2 separate regions of the Danio rerio genome follow, and region 1 is linked to region 2. The links are chromatin contacts, called in public Hi-C maps. All regions are on one chromosome and are shown on one strand. The core of a region is the stretch at or near the end of the contact, and the rest is flanking DNA. Distances in the headings are between cores, read along the strand shown. Region 1 overlaps tox (thymocyte selection-associated high mobility group box). Region 2 has its middle 47 kb from the start of ca8.

What was found. A called contact is a pair of places that touch in the nucleus more often than the background predicts.
Region 1: a contact with region 2 is called in a Hi-C map of embryo, with 1.6 times the contacts expected there. The contact joins two enhancer-like sites. A contact is called at or near these places in 1 of 18 Hi-C or Micro-C datasets (embryo) and 1 of 4 datasets of contacts at active chromatin or transcription factors (caudal fin).

What each region holds. Positions count from the first base shown.
Region 1 is chr2:25,255,977-25,262,069 of GRCz12tu, reverse strand. All of the region lies in intron 1 of tox (thymocyte selection-associated high mobility group box), which reads right to left. Among named protein-coding and RNA genes, the nearest start is that of tox, 46 kb to the right of the region's middle. Within about 2 kb of position 1,434, at least 12 of the 62 cell types and tissues checked have an H3K27ac peak or open chromatin away from gene starts, as enhancers often do.
Region 2 is chr2:25,128,416-25,134,638 of GRCz12tu, reverse strand. It overlaps a transcript of tox not described here. Among named protein-coding and RNA genes, the nearest start is that of ca8, 47 kb to the right of the region's middle. Within about 2 kb of position 2,893, at least 6 of the 62 cell types and tissues checked have an H3K27ac peak or open chromatin away from gene starts, as enhancers often do.

The DNA.
Region 1 (6,093 bases), core at 185-2,684, 130 kb before region 2:
TGATTCTGCAGTGGAAGTGCATCTCTATGAAATGTAATAAAAAAAATAGATTTATGAATGAATGTTTACTTTTTGCATCTCAATAAAAGCAAATAAACAGTCTATAAATTTTTTTGGGTCCCCTGACACATTTTTGCTGTGGTCTGTGCTATTTGCAGTGCATTTCTGTATTTGCATGTGTTGTGAGTATTTTCACGCATAACAATACAGAAAATCATACAATTGGAATAAAGTGTTTCATCATATCCCGAATCTAACAGTATTCAAGAAAAATTATAAAAATAAAAATAATGAAATAAAATAATGGTAGTTAAGGTCACACATTGTACAATTTCTTGTACCTGAATGTTTTTAAAGTCATTATACAATTACAGGCACTAAAATGCGTGCAAATGATAAAGTATAATGCAAACTCAACATTGCACATCCTGTGATGTAACTATTGCGAATGATCACATTGCGATATCTATACTGAAATTATATATTGTGCATCCCTACTTGAAACAGTAAGCCTAAACAGTAAATATAGTATTACAAAACAGCCTATGTCTGTTTTACTTCTAGTTTAGTTGAAATATAAGTCTCATGTCAACAAGACACCTAGATGGCAGTCAGTTATTAATAACAGAAGGTTTGAGATGCAGCCACTCACAATACATCCATTTTTATAAAGATTCTCTGTAGTTTCTCTCTTAGTGCAGCGACCTCTCACATGTTTCTCTCAGTGTCCGTGCACTGCTCTATCTGCTTAGCTCTTGCCCTCTATCAGACACTATTTGCATATGAATGTGCCTGTGGAAAGTGTGAGACAGCCGTAGCTGAAAAAGTGAAACCTCAGAGCTGAACCCATCAAACTGACACCAAATCCGTCCAGCAACAGTTGGCCAACACCCTCCCTCACCTACACGCCAAATGTGTCATCGTGCAAACTCCATTTTACGATCTGTACAGGCCATTTATGATTGAGGTTTTGCAAACTAGCATTTTTCAATCTTGTGGCAAGCTGGAAGCCATTTTGTGTCACTGCAGAGCTTGAGGTGCCATTGTGTGACCAATAAAACCACACCGAGTGCAGATTGAACATTTTCAAATCTGACAGGCCGACAGCATGCGCTACTTACGCAAATGATTACATTATTAGCAGGAAAGGCACCACAAGAGTCCATCATCAAACCGTAGGGCCGCAGGCATCAGCTACATCCTAAAATAAACAGCCGTTTTAGTTTGTAAAAGCCAGAAAGTATCTGTGCAAGCAGGTCAACAAACGACTACAATGTGCGTTCGGCAGCTGCCACGCGGATGCAAATGAGCTATCAAATAACAAAAACAACAAAAACAAAACAGGGCCTAATGGCTGCGGGACTGTAAATCGATCCCTTCCACACTCCGCCCCGAGCGTCTGGCAGCTTCATAGAAAGCTTAGGTAAAAGAAATTGATCCCAACTGACATGACCACATGCTAACAAATTCCTCATTATGATTAATAGGACGCGTTCCTCAGGGGGAGGAGGGTAATGACATGCTAGTGTTCTCCCAGAATAATATTAGAAAGTCTGTGGCAACACTTATTAGCTCGGTAATTAAACTGTTCATCCTTAAATGACTCCCCTGGTTCAGAACGATGAGGCCTACGGGCCAAAGTGTGTGTGCGGGGACTGAACTGTGGCCAGGGATGTGTTCATCCGCTAATGCCTGTATTTATCTTACAAGGGGTTTTCTGTTAATTTATTCTAATTAGTGTCACTGGAGGGTCTTGGCGTTGACGCTCGATCGGAACGAGGTGTTTAAGAGAGCTGCGTTTGATTCTGATCCGACACTAGTTTCAGAATTTCACAAATCAATTAACGTCTGTGAAAAAGGCTGAAGGGGAAACTGAACTGTTTCTTGAGATTTCTTGTAATTCATGCTTTTGCATGAATTAAAGGCACAATATGTAGCCTTTTTACATTCAAGTATTGAAAAAACACTAGAACAATGTTATACAGTGCTCTGCATATATTAGTACACCACCCACAAATCTCTAATTTAAATTAATTTTTACTGTAGGATGCTTTACAGTGTTACTTTTTTGCATATACATTAGATTAGTCTGTATTGAAGCCAAATCTGGAGCTAATCTAATAAAAAATTTTATGATTACGGTTCAAAAATTACAGCCAAATCCATTTTGCTGCTAGAATGCACTTCCAATTCTGCAGACTGAAATTTTATGTTTTTTTTTTTATTATTATTATTTAATTAAGAGGTCACAGTTATCTTCTATTGGTTATGGATGTCATTTTGTAATACAATTTTTTTCACCAAACTTGAACTTCAGAATGCTGTAAACGTGCGGATTAAGTTATTTGGGAGCTCTAAGCAATTACATCCATTGGGTCCTTAGTATTTTTATTTAGTTTTTAGTTATTTGTTTTTTCTTATATCCTTCAATCTTCTTTTCTACATTTGTGTCTTAATGCAAGCTCTACATTTTAATTGATTTGTTTTATATATATATATATATATATATATATATATATATATATATATATATAATTTTTCCTGGTTTGACTGCTAGACTGCTCCATGATTGATAATGGGGGACATTTTTGCACGGATGTATAACTATCTTAAAATTTTATTTGTTAGAGCCTCAATAGAAATGTTGTATCATTTATAGAAACTTCTGGATATTTATTGGGGGCCCCAGATTTCTTGGGCCGCTTACCTTGCTTATTGGTTAAATCCTTCCCTAGCTGTGATAGTCACATATGTTTGCATTTGTTTTCTGTCGCAAAAGTCAGATTAATTTTGTTACATGTCTGTTTAATAGCTGGAAAGCGGCCAACAAAGGTTTTTCTTGTCATTGTTGTAGCTGTTATTGTTGCAAAAAGATGTATGCCCATGGCCTTTATGGCTAATGTGCTGATCTAGGTACAGTGCCTGATTGAGATGCACCCGATGTTTCCTGTAACTAACTCTACAGCAACATAGGGATATTATCTCAAGAGTATTTGTATGTCATTTACATATCGCATATATATTTACATACATTTTCATAAACACTGAAATATACAATGCTGATGTTTTAACAGCATCTAAAGATGAAATACTGACAACATCTAAAACATAAATGATTTACTTATGAGGAGCTTAGCTTAGACAAATATGAATTGAAATATGACATTAACCATTTACCTAAATTTTAAAATTGACTTCAAAATCATTAAAATTACCAACATTTCTGTAAATATTTAAATATTTTTGTAAACTGTAATCAAGTTTTTAAGAAGACAGAACAGGAGCAGATTCAATCTTTTATTCAACACCCTCATCTCAGTGTTTAAAAGCAAATGCATGCATCAAAAGCTGCACTCATTATAAATTTAAAAACTGGCACTTCAATTTTAAGTTTTACTTGTGAAATCAAATGTTCATTGGCTCTCATCACATATTGCGACATGCCATGTTTTGGTTGCATCTAAAAAAGAAATGTCTGCCTTCGTGTATCAGGGTTTTATTATTAAAATAATATATTTTTAATCTATCAATTTATCTAAATTCTATTGTATACTAAACTATCGAATCCTGCCATTGTAGACTGTCATTGCAACACAAAATTTGCTGGACAACCTTTGGCAGAATTCTTAACTTTACTGCAATAAATTATTGTAATTAGGACATACATGTATATCAACTCAAAATGCTATGCTAATAATATATTATTAACATCAAAACTTTCCTGCACATTTTTTACAGTACATGAATGTTTTTAAAGTGCACGGGTTTTGTTTAGGGTTTAGTGTAAGTTTAATTTATATGGTTTAAAAGATTTGTAAATATAATTTTGTATCTTTAAAGACACTGCAACAAATATCTGTATATTAATAGTTTTCCCCATTTTGAGATTCATGTTTTCCGTTATATTCTTTTCAATTGCATTTTATGGCATCTTGATTTTTCCTAAAGTGACTTATCTTAATGTTTGAGATTTCTATATATGAGTTACTATATATTGCCTGTGTACACTATATTGTCTGTATATAATATATATATATATATATATATATATATATATATATATATATATATATATATATATATATATATATATATTTATATGTAATATAATGTAGTGCTGTAAATAGTGCTACAAAAAACTTCACTGAATAAATTGCACTTAATTCTTTAGTATTTCCTACATAATACATTTCTTCAAACTACTAAAATGTCAAAAAAGTCACTCAGTTAAAAAGCAGAGTACAATTTTCAATATTAAAAGTTAACATAGCAGAAATCAACGTCCCATAATGCAATTACATAACCTTAAATAAATGGAAAATACCCATGAATAATTTGGAAACTGTTAATTAACAGATTTTTACAGCCGATTTGAATGTTATCACTCGATTGAATGGGCATTATCAGTGGTTATTAGCTGATAGATATAGCTGATAGATATAGGCCAGCAGGGACCTTCTGCAGGGACTGCAGGGACCTTCTGCGTCTACTAGTAGGCTCAGAAGGCTGTAATCATGCATCCACATGGTTAATTAGCTATAGATCACATACAGCTGCCGCCAGAAGTTAACGAGGATTATTTATATAATATTTATTAAATTTCCCATTAATTGTATTTTATTAACATCTACCCCTACCCCAACCATCACAGTAATGTAACAACATATCTGGAGTCTTTTTTTTAGAATAGCTGATTCACCACAAGAATTATTTATATTATTTATTACATTTCCCATTAATTGTTTTTAATAACGTCTACCACTACCCCAACCCTAAACCCAACAGTCACAGTACTGTAAAACAGATCTGGGTCTGGAGTTTTCTCTATTAGTATAGATGATTAACCATGCGCATAACCACTGATAACTGCTGATAACCATTGATAATACGCATTTAATCGAGTGATAACTTTCAAAGCGGGTGGATTTTTAACAAGGTTTATACTAATGTATACATTTTAGATGTTCCTGTCTTTAAATTGTTTTTATAAATTTATTTAAAAAAAAAATTTTTTATAAATGTTATGTACTAATACCTGTTCATTCTTAGAAGAAAATAGCAAAAGAACTATGCTGTAGCTTAGTTGAACTGAACAATAACCACAACAAACAAGCAGAACAGCCAACGCAATCAGATCCTCACAACATTTATGAGCCTTTTCAATAAACGTCAAAATAGCTTAAATGAATCAAAATCGAAACCAAGAACTGTTTATGTACATGATCATAATTAGATTAAAATCAACATAACCACGCAGTGACTGTTCATATGGCAACATGTAGGTAAAAATAACCATTCAGAACAGACTTCGGCATAAACAAAAAGACAATGCAATTAGAATCAATTATCCGGTGCTTCCTCGACGGAACCCAGAAACCGGAATCATTAAGCGAAATCGGAACCAGAATCGTTAAATCCTGAGATTCCCATCCGTAATCAGGAGTGTAATAGCTTTCAGCACCTGCAGTTTGAGAGCCGCTGGTATCAGTGCATTGCTCTCGGAGCTCTCCAGAGGTCAGCGGGATTTCTGCAGAGCCCCCCTGCCTGGCCCCATCATCCCACCGTACACACAGATCAAATGGAAACGTTCTGGCTAAAATCTCCCCTCCTCCTGGCAAACTCTGTTTCCTGGCATACACCATTATATAAGAGTACCAGCTATTGAAGAGGAAGGTACCAGGGCACCCTGCCAACCTCAACCAGCTCTGAACAACTCTCTATTAAAATATATGAGCAACTTCTGTTCCTCTAATCTTAAGTGTTTGCCACTTAGCTGGGCCGGGACCGACTTCTGAAAGGTTCTGGGATGAAAACAAGCTGTGAAGCCGGGATGATGTTAAACCCTTATGTTTTATGTTAGGACCAGTCTGTGCCCTTGAGCGAAGTACTTGGCCACTCTAGCTAATTATATTGTACTGTGTTCACAAAAAAACTCCCCAAACAAGCATATCTGACGGCGTGCCACTGTTTTTCCAAAGCTAGAATTACGAGATATGATATCAACATGATATGCTACTGATTTATGTGCAGCTGTAATTTGAAAAACAGAAGCAGATTGCAGCACATTTGAAGAAAAGTGCATTTGGTTTGTCT
Region 2 (6,223 bases), core at 1,644-4,143:
CTTTTCCGGAAAATTTCCGTAACGTCCTCGCCTGTGTGAACAGCGCTTTTTTTCAATATACTGGTAAAGTCTTTCCGGAAATTTTCCGGAAATTTTCCAGAAATTTACCGGTATCACTGTGTGAAAGGGGCTATTAAGAGATGGACATGGTCAGCAACAATACTCAGGTAGGGTGTGGCATTGACACAATGCTCAATTGGTATTAATGGACCCAAAGTGTGCCAAGAAAATATCCCCCACATCATTACACCACCACCACCACCACCAGCCTAAACCCTTGATATAAGGCAGGATGGATCCATGCTTTCATGTTGTCGAAGCCAAATTGTGACCCTACTTAAATGCATTAAATTGCTGCCATATGATTGGCTGATTAGAAATTTGCATTAACGAGAAGTTGGACATGTGTTCCTTATAAAGTGGCCTGAGAGTGTATTTCTACAATGCAATGATAATTGAAGAAGTCACCATGCAAAACTGACAGTTGTTTTGATCAATGAAATGTAGAATTAAGTTTTATGACATCTCTTATCTGTTGATGTGCTTTCTTGTGCAGTGTTGTGAAAACTTGTCAGTCCCAATGATTCACTAATAACAATGCAGCCATGCAGAATCAAGTCCTGTCCTACATTTTTCTTGTTGGAAAAGCTATTTGACTCAAACATACTGTACGTCACAGTAGGGAAGAAAAGCCCATCACAACTTCCATTTGATGCCAACTCTCGCTGCGTTCCAAATGCAATAAATCTTCATCTGAAGGGCACTTATGTATATAAGTCTTATTGAAGGGTCATTTTAAACTGAAGTGTTCAGAACTGACAACTACAAAGGGCCCTTTGAAAGTGGGTGAGTTACATAAAAAATGGCTTCAGAGGCAGTTTCAGAACTAAGATATGAACATAAATCAAGTTGTTTAAATCTAGCAACACTCTGAAAAGTTTAATCATCGTTATCACCACTTTGATGATTCAACATTTGATTCTGTAGCATTTGTATAATTTGCATTTGAATGCTCATGGCTGTGTTCCAGTTCATCTTAATGCCTTTCCTTCACTAAATAACCATTGATAATGCTACAAATGCTACAGTGGATAAAATAAGTATTTTACCTGCTAAATGTTTTTCTAAAGGAGCTGTTGACATAAAATTGACCCAGATTTTGGTAAAAAAAAACAAATAAATAAACAAACAAACAAACATTCCAAACTAAAATATTATTTGTGTAATAACAATGTGATGACACAAGAAGAAAGTACTGAATAACTTAAATGTACCTAATACTTAATATAAAGGTTTTTTTGTAATGAAAGCTTCAAGATGCCTCCTGTGATTGCCTCAGGCATTGGTCAGATGTGATTTTCCCAAAACTTCAAAATATTGATGCTTCTGTGGGTCTTTTTTTATGAAATCTTTTCTTTATTTCTTATTTTTATTGGATTCAGGTCATGTGATTGGCTGGGCCAATCTAGCAGCTTTATTTTCTTTTTCTGAAAACAAGTTGTTATGGCTATGTTTTAGATCATTGCCTTGCTGAAATGTTAAGATTGAAGCAGCTAATATTCATTTACAATGGCAAGAGGTAGGATTGCATTCTAGCTACTTAGAGATTTCGGATTTTTGCTGTCTGGGCATTCCATGCCTTTTTAAACCTCCCTTTCTGCATGAGTTCGATACCTTTTCCATGTGCCATTTCATTATATTAGTTAGTTGTGTTTTCTTTGTATTTCTGAATTACTTTGGTTGTAACTGACATTTTTACTGACAAATGTCAAGTCAACAGCATCTTTCTGAGAAAATTGTTGACATGTTCAATATTATTTACCCACTATATACTCCCCCTCTGGATATGCCACATTCAATGCTTATACAGTATGTACCCTTGGGCTGTTTTTAACATTTGAAAAATAATTAATTTATCATTGAACTGTTTTGAGGTAGGGGTAAACTAAAGACCACCTGCAGTGATGTCATGATTGTGTTGCACTCTGGTATATGGGAGCAGCGTGAAGTGAACATGCTGTATGATACACACTGCATCCTATTCGGGTGTCCTAATCTCCTTTGAAGAAGTGACAGCTTGAGAGTGACAGCTTTAAAGGGGTTTGGGAATTGAGATGAGACCTTCCAAATGGAACACAGTGTAAAGTATCCCTGAGCAAAGGATCATGGGGGCCCAAAGTGTCCATCAGTTGTGCCCTTCATTCTGAAGGGCCCTTCCAAGTGGCCGGTTTTGAGCACTTTGACTTGGAACAACACTTCAAAATGGTGGCCATGATTATTTTCACTCTGAAAGGGCCCCTCTGAGGGCAATATATCCCATCAGGAACGCACTGATAAACTGACTCCATTTGTCAAAAGAATGAGCTCTTCAGAATTGAACAGCTTATGGCTGCCTTTGTTTTCATGTTTTTATATACCCACAAACACTAGGTGTCAGTATAAATTCAAGACAAAGCCATTATGGTCACCGCGACATAAACAAAAACAATACTGAGGTTACATTTAAGCAAACTTTCTAAGAAATATATGGGCTGAATCCAGAATAGGATACTAGCATACAGCTATTTCTGACATTTGGGAGAAAAAAAATAGTAAGAGCAGTAAGCTAGTATGCTATTACAAATTTAGCCATGCTCTTGAGGCTTCCAAACCCAGACATGCCTATATCTGAACCATCTTTTCAACAGATGGACATCTAATTATGCGTTGTGGTCTTTTAACTTCTTTCAGATTTTCAGACTAAGAAGGAACATTGTTGAGCACACAGTAGTTTGACCAAACAATATAAACATTCCCTGAACGGATTTGTTTTCATGAACTTCCTGACCTAGATTTTGCCAAATCGTATTTCTATCTCAAATATTTATCTTCGCTCAGTGGAACCGGCTTGTTGTGTTCACCGAAAACTTGCATTCTTGCATATCACTCACTTTTCGAAAGCTTTATGTTATTGTTACTGAAACATCAATGACATTTATAGACCGAGAGAGAGTGGAGAACAAGCAAACAGTGTAATTTTTGATAAATGGGGAACGTCATAAGTAACCGCTTTTAATGATCATTATTTACTAGCGAACAGAGAGCCAGGGCTAAATCCAGCCTATGATGAATTGCTGATCAATACATTGATGACAAGCCAGCAGAGCCTCGGAGCGTAATGGGAGATTGTGTCTGTTCTGAATATGTTCAATCAAGCTGTTGTCTTGCTGGAAATGTTACTACACAATGCATGTTATTTGACTTGGCGCAGCTAGCTCAGTGTGGCATGTGGTTTGCAAAACACAAGGAGGGTTTTATAAGGGGCAGCTGTGATTACATTCCTCTCTTCCATTCCTTCTCATTATGAATGTGAAACAGAATACAGACCAAGCATAACTTACAGCACTTACAAGAGGTGTGAAACTCCACTAAGGTACAAACCACACCAAATAAAATACACATAATGCTGGTGGAGTTTCATAGTCTGGCTCTCCCGTGTCTAAAGCACTTGTGCTGACTTTTCAAAATGAAAGGAGAGTCTGTTACAGTGAAGCCATGTAAATAAATACGAACATTGCACAAGACTGACTTTTTCGAGAAGCAGAAAGCTCCATGAAGGACATGATATGATGTAGATACATATGACCACCATCTATATTGTAAAATCATCATTTTTATAAAGCATGGAATCTCCAGCACATAAGGAAAAAGCATGCTTTGGTAAATCATATGATGGTATAGAAAGTTGAAATTATGAGTCATAATTATAAGATAAAAAGATGAAATGATGACATGAAAAGTTACGTGGAAAAGCCATAATTATGACATAAAAGGTCATAATTATGGCATAAATATAAAACAAGTCAATTATGTATTTTGGGTTTATACTTTTTTTGTCATAATTTGACTTTTTTTCCTCTATGTGATTATAATGATTTACTATGATATTTTTTTCTGATGTGGTGGTTTCATAATAAGGAAATCGCCTGGAAATGGCAGCATTCTCAGCCAAATGACTCCTATGAGTTGTTTCTTTTTAGTAAATCAAAAGCACATGAATAAGTTTATGTCCTACTTATTTAATTCTACCTCATTAATTTAATATACAGCTAACATTATCATTGCAGGACTTGGAACAATGTTTACTTAGTCAAAATTTCAGTCAGTATTGTGGAGACAAAACATTTATTCAAGTGCAAGTACCTATTTTACCCCTTTTATAAGATGTAAGATACTAATACTAATAATAATAATAATACTAATAATAATAATAATAATAATGCATTTTATTTAAAGGCGCCTTTCATGACACTCAAGGTCACTGTACAGGACATCTAGAACAATCAGTTCAAATAAAAACATAATAAAAGACAATAGACACAATATAAACATTAAAAATGCATTTGGGTTAAAGACAATAAGCTGTTCTAAACTATTCTTTGAGTTTGGATTTAAATTTGAAAGAGAGTCTAAATTATCGAGACAAAGAGCTTAGAATGATAGAATTCAATAGAATGTTCCATTGCAACAGCAGCGCCCAGCAACAGCCCGGATTCCACCATTTTGGATCTTATTTCTGTCGCAATGGCAAGCAGCTGCCTTGTTTTTTTTTTTTTTTTTTTTTTTAAAGTGCATTAAAGCTGAGATACAACCTGAAAGACGACAATACAACGCTTACTATCACAATCATTAGCACTTTTAATAGTTTACTTTACAGACTTATAATATGCTGTTATTCTATTGGAATTTTCATTCCAAAGTGGCCACTGCGCCATCTAGTGGCTGTTTCCCAAATCACACTAGAGTGTCGCCTCTTGGTGATTCTATGCTCTTTGACGGAGGTCAGGAGGAAGTGAATTCCAAAGCTGAGCAGCAGAGTGGCTGAAAGATCTGCTCCCCATGGTGACAAGGCAGACAGAGGGAACAGTGAGGTGAATGGAAAAAGACCTGAGTGTTCAAGAAGGTGTGGTGATATGAACAAGATTAGCAAGGTATAGAGGAGCGAGATTATGGATGGCTTTAAAAGTGAGAAGAAGTATAAGCCTTTGGTGTCTGTTTCAGGTTAAAATACCCGTTAGATTATTTATAGCCTCCAGAATTTGCCCTTTTTAGTGTCTGAGTACATTGTAGTTGTTTTTGTAGCATGTGGCTTTAAATCCGAATGAGCTGCTTCTCTCTGCACATGTGCGTGTCTGCTTCTGATCATGCATTACGTCAGATAAACAGCACAGTGACAACGACAGACTCGGATGAAGCTGAAATACAGCTCATTAGTCAAAAATACAAAGTAAGTTTATTTGATGTATTTGTGGAGGAATTTATTCAAGCCTTTCTGAAATGATGAGTCTCACACATGCCGTTTGCAGTACCCACAAACATATTAGCATTTACTGACAGTGTTGGGGGTAATGCCTTACAAAAGTAATGTATTACAGTAATGTATTACATTTTCCTGTAACGCAGTAGTGTAAGGCATTACTAATACATTTTCAGTAATATTTTACATGTTCAGTAACGCGTGCGTTACAACACACTTTTCGGCCGCAAGACATTAACAAATAAAAAAAAACGCAGTTCTATTTCCTGTTCGTGGCTAGAGAATATATGCGCGTGCTGTCGTTAATCTCCCTCTGGCTATGGGACCTTTTTACTTTGAACGCGGAATGATTTCAGCTTCTGAGCTCAAGGGCCGGTTTGGCTCAGCCCGGTTCGCAGTACGCGCAGCGGAAAAGCGGCAAATAGATGAAAATGGCATAAGACAGTGCATTTGCGAGACGGACGTAAGTGCATATGGCGTTATTTCACTGACAAATGTCGTAAGCTCATTCATGTAATACGAGCGAGCGAATGAACGTGCCGGTTTCCTCTGTGGACAAAACTCCTCGCGTTCACTCAACACTGGCTGGGCTGCTCATGTGCTAACGACCTGCTCTCGCTCCGACAGATGATGCAGACTCACAATCTATGCCGTGTGTTTCCTCTTCCTTTCGTTCTGTTGGTCTCCAGAGATCCTCCTATTTAATTGTTATCCCAAGAATTTTTATATGGTTTATTTATTGCTACACTATTTACTTACAGGTTAAGATAAATTCTATAATAAATACTAGTGTTTTTGAGTGTAAGGTATACTGCCTATGTTTTAGGCTATAGTACTTACAATGAATGCTTAAGCATACTGTCGTATTAAGAATAGTGAACTCATAAAATTAAATATAAAGTGTAGTTTTACTACAGTAAAGTGTGG